Linked DNA regions of Sus scrofa: region 2 is linked to region 1. A link is a contact called in public Hi-C data. All regions are on one chromosome and are shown on one strand. Each heading gives the region's core, a stretch centred on a gene start, on an enhancer-like site or on the middle of the called end of the contact. The rest is flanking DNA. Distances are from core to core; before and after follow the strand shown.

Region 1 (4,714 bases), core at 1,575-4,074:
ATTGTGCACTTAGAGTGAGCTCAACTATATTCTTATCTTTTATTTTTTTAATTAAAAAAAATTTTTTTTGGCTTTTTAGGGCCACATGCGGCATATGGAAGTTCCCAGGCTAGGGGCTGAATCGGAGCTACAGCTGCCAGCCTACACCACAGCCACCGCAACACAGGATCCGAGCTGCGTCTGCAACCTACACCACAGCTCACAGCAATGCCGGATCGTTAACCCACTGAGCAAGGGCAGGGACCGAACCCGCAACCTCATGGTTCCTAGTCGGATTCGTTAACCACTGCGCCACAACGGGAACTCCTTTTTTTTTTTTTTTTTTTTTTTTAATCTTACAGCTGCACCTGTGGCATATGTAAGTTTCCAGGCTAGGAGTCGAATGGGAGCTGCAGCTGCCAACCTATGCCTCAGTTTGCAGCAATGCTGGATCCTTAACCCACTGAGCGAGGCCAGGAATTGAACTCACTTCCTTATGGATACTCATTGAGTTCATTATTGCTGAGCCACAACAAGAACTCTGCGTAATTTTTTTTATACTTTATTTTTTCCCACAAATAAGCATGCAGAGTTTTTATGCTGGAAAAAATCCCCATGTTTAAAAACATAAAATTCATAGAAATCCTTCTTTGTAAATGAGATGGATAGGTTCTCAATTCTTTGAAGAACAACCATTAGTTTGCTTTGGGGAAGTCATGGAGGCTCAAGGACAACCAAGCTGGGCACCCACAGAAATTGCCTCCAAATCCTTGGGGCGAGCTTTTTGGCTTTTCTTGTAGTAAAAGTGGATGATACATCCTGTTTGGCTGTTTGGTGTAGGGGCGCCAACAGTGTACACCAACCCACATGACAGCTCTGTGACCACAGGAATGTCCCTCAGAAACTCAGCTTTCATGTGTAACATAGCCACGGGGGTCCTTAACCTCATAGTTCGTAAAAACAACAACCCTAGCAGGCCCCGTAATATGCATTATGTCCATTTTCTCTAACTCCTATTTTACAATTGAGGGCATTGTGGCTTAAAGAGATTAAGCAGCTCCCCTGAGATCACAAGTGGTGTCAAATTCAAACTGGGGCCCCTAGCTTCAGAGACTGGGCTGCCTCCACCCTGCCAGGCAGCCTCCGGTGGCTGAATGCACTTTGAGGCCTGAAAAAGGCTATATCCATGTGGGCTGCTGTTATGGTGATGACAACGGGGCAGATTATTTTGCTGTGAATTCCGAAATGCTTTTGTGCTGATATATTTAGAACCTTCTGTGAAAGATGAGACTGAAAAAGAGATGGCTGATTAGATTCTGTTTTGATTTGTGAAAAGTGCCTGCCACAGAAATCTCATTTCCTGTTGGATTTAGCCTCTTAAGAAGGGTCTGCAGGGAAGGGGTTCTAGATAGATTGGGTTTGATTTCTCACTCCCAGATGTCCAGCTCTGTGGCCTAAGGCAAGTTGTCTCCCCCTCAGAGCCTCAGTTTCCTCATCTGTAAGTGAGAACAGTCATCCCTATAGCTGGTGCGGGTGACCCTGAAGGTTAGGTGGGATGATGTGGGTAAGGTGCCATATCCCACTGGGCAGACCACTTGGGGTCATGAGTTTGGATCTCCTGGGGGGGTTATTTAACTAGCCTGGGGGAGGGGCTCGATCAAGGCTGTTTCCCTTTATGACTATTATTATCCCAGCTTCTAGGAGGTATGCCTGAGTAACCTTGGGCCTGGCAGCCCAAGTTGCCCCATACCCTAAGCCAGCCCTCCAGAGGAGTTGTGACTTGGTGTCAGTTCACTGGGAGGTCCTAAGCCTCTTCTCAACGGCTCCCTTGGTCGGCCTGGCAGAAGTCCTCCTGGACTGGGTTGCTCCAGCCCTCTCTAAGCTGTTTTTCAGGAGGCAGATCCCAGGGCCCCCTTGGGCATCCTTCATATTTCCAACTCGGTCCCGCCCACCTGCCAGAGTCCAAGCTCCACCAGGGCTGAGGTCACTTCCCAGGATTTTCCCAGCTCAGCCCCGCAGGGGAGAAGAGCAGAAAGCAGCCACACTCACTGCTTTGCCATCAGAGAGGGAGGTGGTAGGCATACTGAGACCCAGAGGGACAGACCACAGTAGGGGAGGAAAGGGGCTTTCTGAGCAGGCTGAAGAGGGGCAGGGAATGAGGGGGCAGAGGCTAGGCTCCTCCCCCCAGGAAACTCAGGGACTGGGGGAAAGAGGGAGAATGGGGTAATGCCTACTAGACAGGGTGACCAACCGTCCTAGTTTGTCCAGGATGGATGGATTCCCAGGCTTTCCATGCTACAACTGGGACAGTTGCATTAGACTCAGCCACTAATGGACTCTGTGACCCTGGGCGAGTCCCCCAGCACTCAGTAATGGCCCCTTCTGTGAGGAGGCAACAGGACCAGTTCACCTCTGCAGGATCCTTCAACTCTGCCACCTGGGCTGTGGCCCCAAGTAGCAGGTGGTCCGGAGGATTTGGGGACACGCAGAGCCGGGGTGGGGAGGCCGGTGGTGGGGAGCACAGCGCCTCTGGAGCATTTCTATCCCCGAAAGGCTTCTTCCCCGGAGCCCAGAGCGATCCAGAGCTGCCAGCACTGACCCCCTCCCTCCCGGCTGGCAGGATGGGGGCGGGGCGGGGGCGGCACCAGCGCGCATGCCTGGTCGGCCGGGGCTGGGGGCTCGCGGAAGCCCGCGGCTCCTACCTGCAGGTGATTCGGGTACACGTCGCCCTCGGAGAGGGAGTCCACCAGGTCCTCCTCGTCCAGCGTAGCCCGCTTGTAGGTCGACATCTGCAAGGCCAAGTGCAGCACAGACTCTCTCAGCGCCTCCATGGCTCTCGCGCCCAAATGGGGAGAATGGGGAAGCGGCCACCAGCCGCCTCCGCCGCCGCGCCCCGCCCCGGCCGGCCGGCCGGGACACCGAGACCGGCCCACGGACCGGCCCGCAGCGGGGGAGGGGGATCCCGCCTCCCTCCGCCACCCCACTCCCCGCGTATGCAACGCCGCGCCTCACCCCCAGCGCCGACAGCGCGGCGACCACCGGGTACGGCGGCCACAAGCTCCGCATGCTGCGCCCCGCGACGCCCCGGTCGCCGCCGCCGCCACCGCCACCGACACCACCGCGCCCGCTGGGCTGGCTGGTCGGGCCGGGCTGTGGGGCTGGGCCGGGCATCGCACCACCTTCGCGGGCGGGGCCTGATCGGTGAGGCTCTTGTTTCCCTCCCTGGCCCCACGGGGAGACCCCCGCCCCAAGGCCCGAGAGTCTCCGCGGAGGGGGTGGCTATTCCCTTTCCCAAAGGTCGCGGGAGAGTCCCCCACCCCTAGCAGGCAGGAAGGGGGCTCACAACCATCCCTCCTTCTAAGAAACGTTATACCCCCCCCTTCAATAAACCTCTAGGGCAGATACCAAAAATCAGGTATTAGGAAAGTGCTCCTAATTTGGAACCCAACAGTCGAGAGAGAGATTCCTTAGGTGTGTTGAGGGGAGCCTTTCTAACCTTTCAGAGCTAGAAAGGTTAGAAAAAAAAAAAAAAAAAAAAGGTGGGATAAAAAAGGTTTGTGCCTTCCCTCTCATTTCCCTCTTCCTCTAGCTCAGGGGTCTTTAAGCCAGAGTTCATGATGATCTCAGAAAATTCCAGAGATCTCCTCTGACCTAGAATGAAAAACGTTATGTGTGTGCATTCAGGTGGGTGGCCCCCAGGCTCCAAGGTGTGACTTTATTCCCCCAAACATTACGAACTCCAGCTTTGGGGCTATTCAAAAACCAGGGAGGTGACCCTTGCCTCCACCTTGTCTCAGATGTGGGGTGCTCAGGCAGGGACTCCCGGGCACCCAGCACTCCCTTTCCCACTCAAGACCCCAGAAACTCATGACCCAGCAGTTTTCCAAAGGACTCTCCATGTCCAGCGAGACCAGGAGTCCAAAGCTTGCTTCTGTTCATCCCCATAGTTGACTCACAGTCACGCCTATGTGTGATGGAACAGGCTCAGAGGGCCGGGGTGACTTCCAGGGTCACAACCACAGTGAAAGCTCCTGAGGTCTCCTGACTTCCCCTCCTGCCCTCTCATAGCCTTCTCTGAAGCCAGAGTAATTTTCCTTTAAGAGGAAATTCTGACCCTGTTACCCTTGCTTAAACTCTGTGGGGACAGTCCCTTGACTAGTCCGCCATGGCCCCTCCCCACCCCGACCTCATCTTGTGCTGCTCCCACCCTCACTCACTCAGCTTTTTTGGCCTTCCCTCTGTTACTTGGATTCTCCAAGTTTCTCCTTCCCTCAAAACCTTTTATTAATTTTTAGGGCCATGACTGCAGCATATGTAAGCTCCTAGGCTAGGGGTTGAATTGAAGCTGCAGCTGCCAGCCTACACCATGTCAATACGGGATCCAAGCCGTGTCTGTGACCTATGCTGCAGCTCACAGCAATGCCGGATTCTTAACCCACTGAGCGAGGCCAGGGATCGAACCTCCATCCTCAAGAATACTCGTCGGGTTTGCCACTGCTGAGCCACAACAGGAACTCCTGTCCTTCCCTCCAGACCTTTATAGAACTGGTTCCCTCTATCTGGAACATTCTTTCCTCATCTCGACTCCCCTCATGGCTGGCTCTTGCTTCAGATGTCAGCTTAAATGTCACCCCCTCAAATGTCCCAACCACCCAAAGTAGACCCCCAAATTCTCAATCACGGCACCCTCTCTTCCCCTTTATGGTGTTTATTGCAGACTGTCATTTATTTATGT
Region 2 (4,714 bases), core at 1,385-3,884, 550 kb after region 1:
GTCTTTATCAGATTAGCTTTATCACGAAATATAAGCTTTCTCTGTTCACTCATTTACCCTTTGATTCATTCAATAAACGTTTACCCAGTCTAAGCTCAGTTTTATGGTAAGAAGACAAGTCAAGGTCCTTGGCCTTGTGGACCTTCCTTCTTGTGGATGATCTAGAAAAATGAGCAGGTAATAAAAACAGCGTAGCAGGCTGGAGTTCCCATCGTGGCTCAGTGGACACTAATCTGACTAGTATCCATGAGGTTTGGGGTTCGATCCCCAGCCTCCCTCAGTGAGTTCAGGATATGGCGTTGCCATAAGCTATGGGTAGGTCACAGAGGAGGCTTGGATCCCTGTGTTGCTGTGCCTGTGGTGTAGGCTGGCAGCTATAGCTCTGATTCAACCCCTAGATTGGGAACCTCCACATGCCATGAGTGCAGCCCTAAAAAGACAAAAACAAAAAAAACAGTATAACAGGCTCTAAGGGGATTGATGAGTGCCTAGGGCGGGGGGCAGTGAAGGCTGCTCTGAAGAGGCTACATTTGAGCTAGACTTAAATGAACAGATCTCAGGAAAGAGCATGACAAGTAGAGTTCAGCAAAAGAGGAGAAGATGAGCTTGTCAGGTCAGCAAAATCACAAGACGGCTAATGTGTCTGGAACAGACAGAGTGAACAAGTGGCTGGGGAAAGATGAGAGTGTTGGGGCACAGTATAGAGTTTGAATTTTGTCCTAAATGATACAATAATCTTATGCAGAGACACAACATACATACTTTCATATAAATTTCATATACATTTATATAAATTTATAAACCTATAAAATTGGAGCTGCTCTGGGACACAAAGGGCTCCCTGCAGCCCCTCTCCCCAAACTTCCCACCTGAGCAGTTTTCGGAAGCATTCTGAGAGAACCCAAGAATTGGTGGAGGTGGAGAGATGACAACTCGATATCCATAATCTAGTCCAACCCTCTAATTTACAGATGGTGAAACCGAGGCTAAGAGGAGGTGAAAGGTGGAAATAGCATTTTAGGAGGGAATGGGGGAAGGGCCCATAGTCACTAAGGGAGGTAGGGATAGGGCCATGGTTCACCAGCTGGAGAACCTGGCCATCCAGGAGTTTACTGACCAGTGGTGGCTGTGAAGACAAAAGTACATCTTCCCTTCATCATGGACTTTGGCTCTGGGGTAATAAATCAGCAGGAAGCACAGAGGAGCCCTCTTTATTTCCTAGCCCACCTCACTTGCATAGGCCAAGTCGGAAGGAGTAAATTCCTTCCCTTCAGGATTAAGAGTGAATTGGGAAGGCTGCCTTGGTTAGCATCTCCGCATTTCCTCTTACAGGCTGTGTTTGTTTTGTTTTGTTTTGTTTTGCCATTTCTAGGGCTGCTCCTGCAGCATATGGAGGTTCCCAGGCTAGGGGTCGAATTGGAGCTGTAGCCTCCAGCCTACACAAGAGCCACAGCAACATGGGATCCGAGCCGTGTCTGCAACCTACACCACAGCTCATGGCAATGCCAGATCCTTAACCCACTGAGCAAGGCAGGGATCGAACCCGAAACCTCATGGTTCCTAGTTGGATTCGTTAACCACTGAGCCACAATGGGAACTCCCAGGCTGTGCTGCTTAACCTTGCGCCCAGACTGAGACTCAAAGCAGCTTAGTAAGAATTCAAAATCTCAGTTTTTTTTTTTTTTTTTTGCCACACCTGTGCAGGCAAGTTCCATCAAACCCATGCCACAGGAGTTCCCATAGTGCCTCAGCAGAAACAAATCTGACTAGTATCCATGAGGATGCAGGTTCAATCCCTGGCTCACTCAGTGGGTTAAGGATCGGGCATTGCCATGAGGTGTGGTGTAGGTCCCAGACTGAGGCTCAGATCCTGAGTTACTGTGGCTGTGGCATAGGCCAGTGGCTATAGTTCCGATTCAACCCCTAGCCTGGGAACCTCCTGCCGTGGAGCATTCAGCCCTAAAAAGACAAAATAGAAAAACAAAAACAAATACCCCCCCAAAAGCCCCACGCCACAGCAGTGACAACACCGGATGCTTAACCCACAGAGCCCCAAGGAAATTCCACATTTTCGGTTCTTTTTTTTCTTTTATGGTGCACCTTCGGCATATGGAATTTCCCAGGCTAGGGGTCCATCCCAGCTGCATCTGCGACCTACACTACAGCTCACAGCAACGCTGTATACTTAACCCATTGAGTGAGGCCAGGGATGGAACCCGCATCCTCATGGATACTAGTTGGGTTCCTATCTGCTGAGCCACAATGGGAACTCACCAAAATTTCGTTAACCATCAGCAATTGGAAAGTCTTGGGGAAGAGACACACAGGGCTAAGATTTAGCCTCCTATGCACATTGGGGTCTTTTCCCGGACAGTCGGCCCCACTGACACATGCCCACTATCTGGGTAGGTCTATCTGGGTACACAGAAACCTAATAGACTGCACCCTCTGTTCATCTGGAGTGATTTCCACAGGAATCTATGCAGACCACTCTCTCCCAAGAGCAGCTAGCCAGCGCTCTATTTTGGTTTCTTTCCTCTGGGTGGTGCAAAGGCCCAACCAAGGGTGTAACCTCAGGGTGGGGCGCTGACTCCACTGCGGGCAGGCTCCAGGAGTGTCTCAATTCCTGCTTCATCCTCTTTCCATTTTGTTGGGCAGACTGGGGCTCAGTAAGACAAAGGCCATCCCTGAAGCGGAAAAGCTCCGCACGGTCGGGAGAACTGGGGACTGAAGGAGGCCAAGAGGCCAAGGCCCGCTAAGACCATGAAGCTGCGGAGCACCGCCAAGGCCTAGAGAGATCCGCCTCTCGAACCCCGGTCCCCCTCCGCTTCCAGCTTCCGGGATGGGCGCGGCTTCCGGTTCCGGCGGTGGGCTACAAAGCTCGGGGCCGGGGAGCTGGTTTCCTTTTCCTGGACCCGGTGGAGGGCCCTCTAGTTTCATCGCGAGCCGCCCGGTCCCCCCGCCCTCTGAGGGGCACCTGCGCAGGTGAACTTCCCTTCCCGCCCCCTGCGCCTCCCCTTCCCCCGCGCACCGTCCGGTAGGAACGGGCGCCGGCGCCGCTGCCCTAGGAGGGGGAGGCCCTGCCCGCGGGGTGTGCCGGCTGCTCGGCCTGCCGTGGCTTTGGGTCCCCGCTTCAGCTCCGGAGGAGGACGGCCCGGTTCTGGAGCCGCAGATGAGCCTTTTCCGGCCAGATTTCTGCCCTCTGAGCCGCACCCAGGTGGTGGGAGGAGTCGGCCCACCTCCCCGCCGGGATGCGGGTGACTTTTGTACCGGGCTGAGTGGTCCCACGCTTTGGACCTTGGGCAAGTCTCCTCTCCTCAAGCCTCAGATTGTTTATCTGAATGGAAATGACAGTAACGGTCCTATCGGGAGCTTTGGACGAGGGAAAGCTGCTGCGGAATGTCTGGCCCGCAATGGCCAACAGCCGGGCAGGCTGCTGTTACTGGAGGCAACTGGGGCGTTGGAGAGTCAGATCGGGAATTTAACCAGAGTCGCTAAGAGGATCACGTAGGGAATGTGAAATGCTCAGCACAGTGTCAGATAGGAAATAAAGGTGCCCTAAACTGGAGGTATTAATTGGTAAGGGTAAGCATTTCGGTCTGGCATGGCAGGTGGGCTTCTAAAAACTGATAGGACTTAATAAGCTAGGTACATTTGCGGAGCTGGTTCATCTTTCAGAACCAACCGTGAGAACCGGCCCACTGACCGTTGAGATTGTACCTAGCAGTCGGATGGTGAAGATCTCCAGTGCTGGGAACTAGAATAATTAGTAAAAGGTGTTTTCCGAAGTGGATTAGGGTTTTCACTCGGAATGATTTGGGGCCAGAGGAGGAAACTGGAAACGACTCCTCTTGAGTTGTGAAAGTAACAGTTATAGTTTACAAGAAAATACAAAAAGATGTATGGAAAATGTTCCCTCTTTTACTGTTCCTGCTCCTCAGAGGTTAAAAAGAATTTCTTTGATAACCTTCCAGGTATTGTTTGTGGATACATCAGGCAGTATATGCTTATGTGTATTTTTATTTCCCCAGATGGGATCATACTATACATATGGAAGGGCACCTTGGTTGTGAGGTTGTGTATTATGAGACAGCTTTACATATCGACTCTCTTAAGCCTCGTTCATGCCTTATAAGGCTGCACAGTATTCCACTGAGTGGTGGACAGTATTTGTTTAATCATTCCCCTGTTGAAGGCTTAGGTTGTTCCCGAGATTTTGTTTTCTTTCAGGGTACCCTTGAGTTTTGGAGATATTCTGCTTTTGTCCTTGTTACCGTGAGTTAGTTAACAACTTACTTTGGGGGATGAGCACATCCTGTTGATTGAATAGAAACCCAGATATGAGAAGAAGCAGTGTACTCGAAGAATCTCTCACCTACAGGGTCCAGAACCAGTTCAAAGACTCCTGGAAAATGGTTCAGTGACTGGAAAAGAGGTATTAGGAGCTGAGGACTATTTAATTCAGGGGAGCTGGTCAGTGTTGTGATTGTTGGCTTCTGTCAGTTGTTGCCCAGGAAACAGATTTGGAAGAATCTCTGAGGCAGGAGAGATTTTAAAATATCAACACTTCTGCAATACGGAGTAGGGAAGAACTAATTTTTTTTTTTTTTTTTTTTTTTTTTGGCTAAGCATGCCGAAGGTTCACGGGCCAGGGATCAAACCTTCACCACAGCAGTAACCTGAGCCACAGTAGTGACAATGCTAGATCCTTAAT

Evidence for each region. Hi-C and Micro-C count contacts between places; a contact is called where the count stands out from the background.
Region 2: a contact with region 1 is called in a Hi-C map of epiblast stem cells, with 1.8 times the contacts expected there. The contact joins the promoter of LOC100627283 here to the promoter of ECE1 in region 1. A contact is called at or near these places in 1 of 47 Hi-C or Micro-C datasets (epiblast stem cells) and 1 of 2 datasets of contacts at active chromatin or transcription factors (alveolar macrophages).

The regions. Positions count from the first base shown.
Region 1 is chr6:79,463,003-79,467,716 of Sscrofa11.1, forward strand. ECE1 (endothelin-converting enzyme 1) reads right to left here and starts at 2,825. Exons shown (of 20, transcript XM_021097679.1): 1 at 2,682-2,825. The coding sequence starts at 2,810.
Region 2 is chr6:80,009,578-80,014,291 of Sscrofa11.1, forward strand. LOC100627283 (SCAN domain-containing 1-like) reads left to right here and starts at 2,635. Exons shown (of 2, transcript NM_001243578.1): 1 at 2,635-2,985.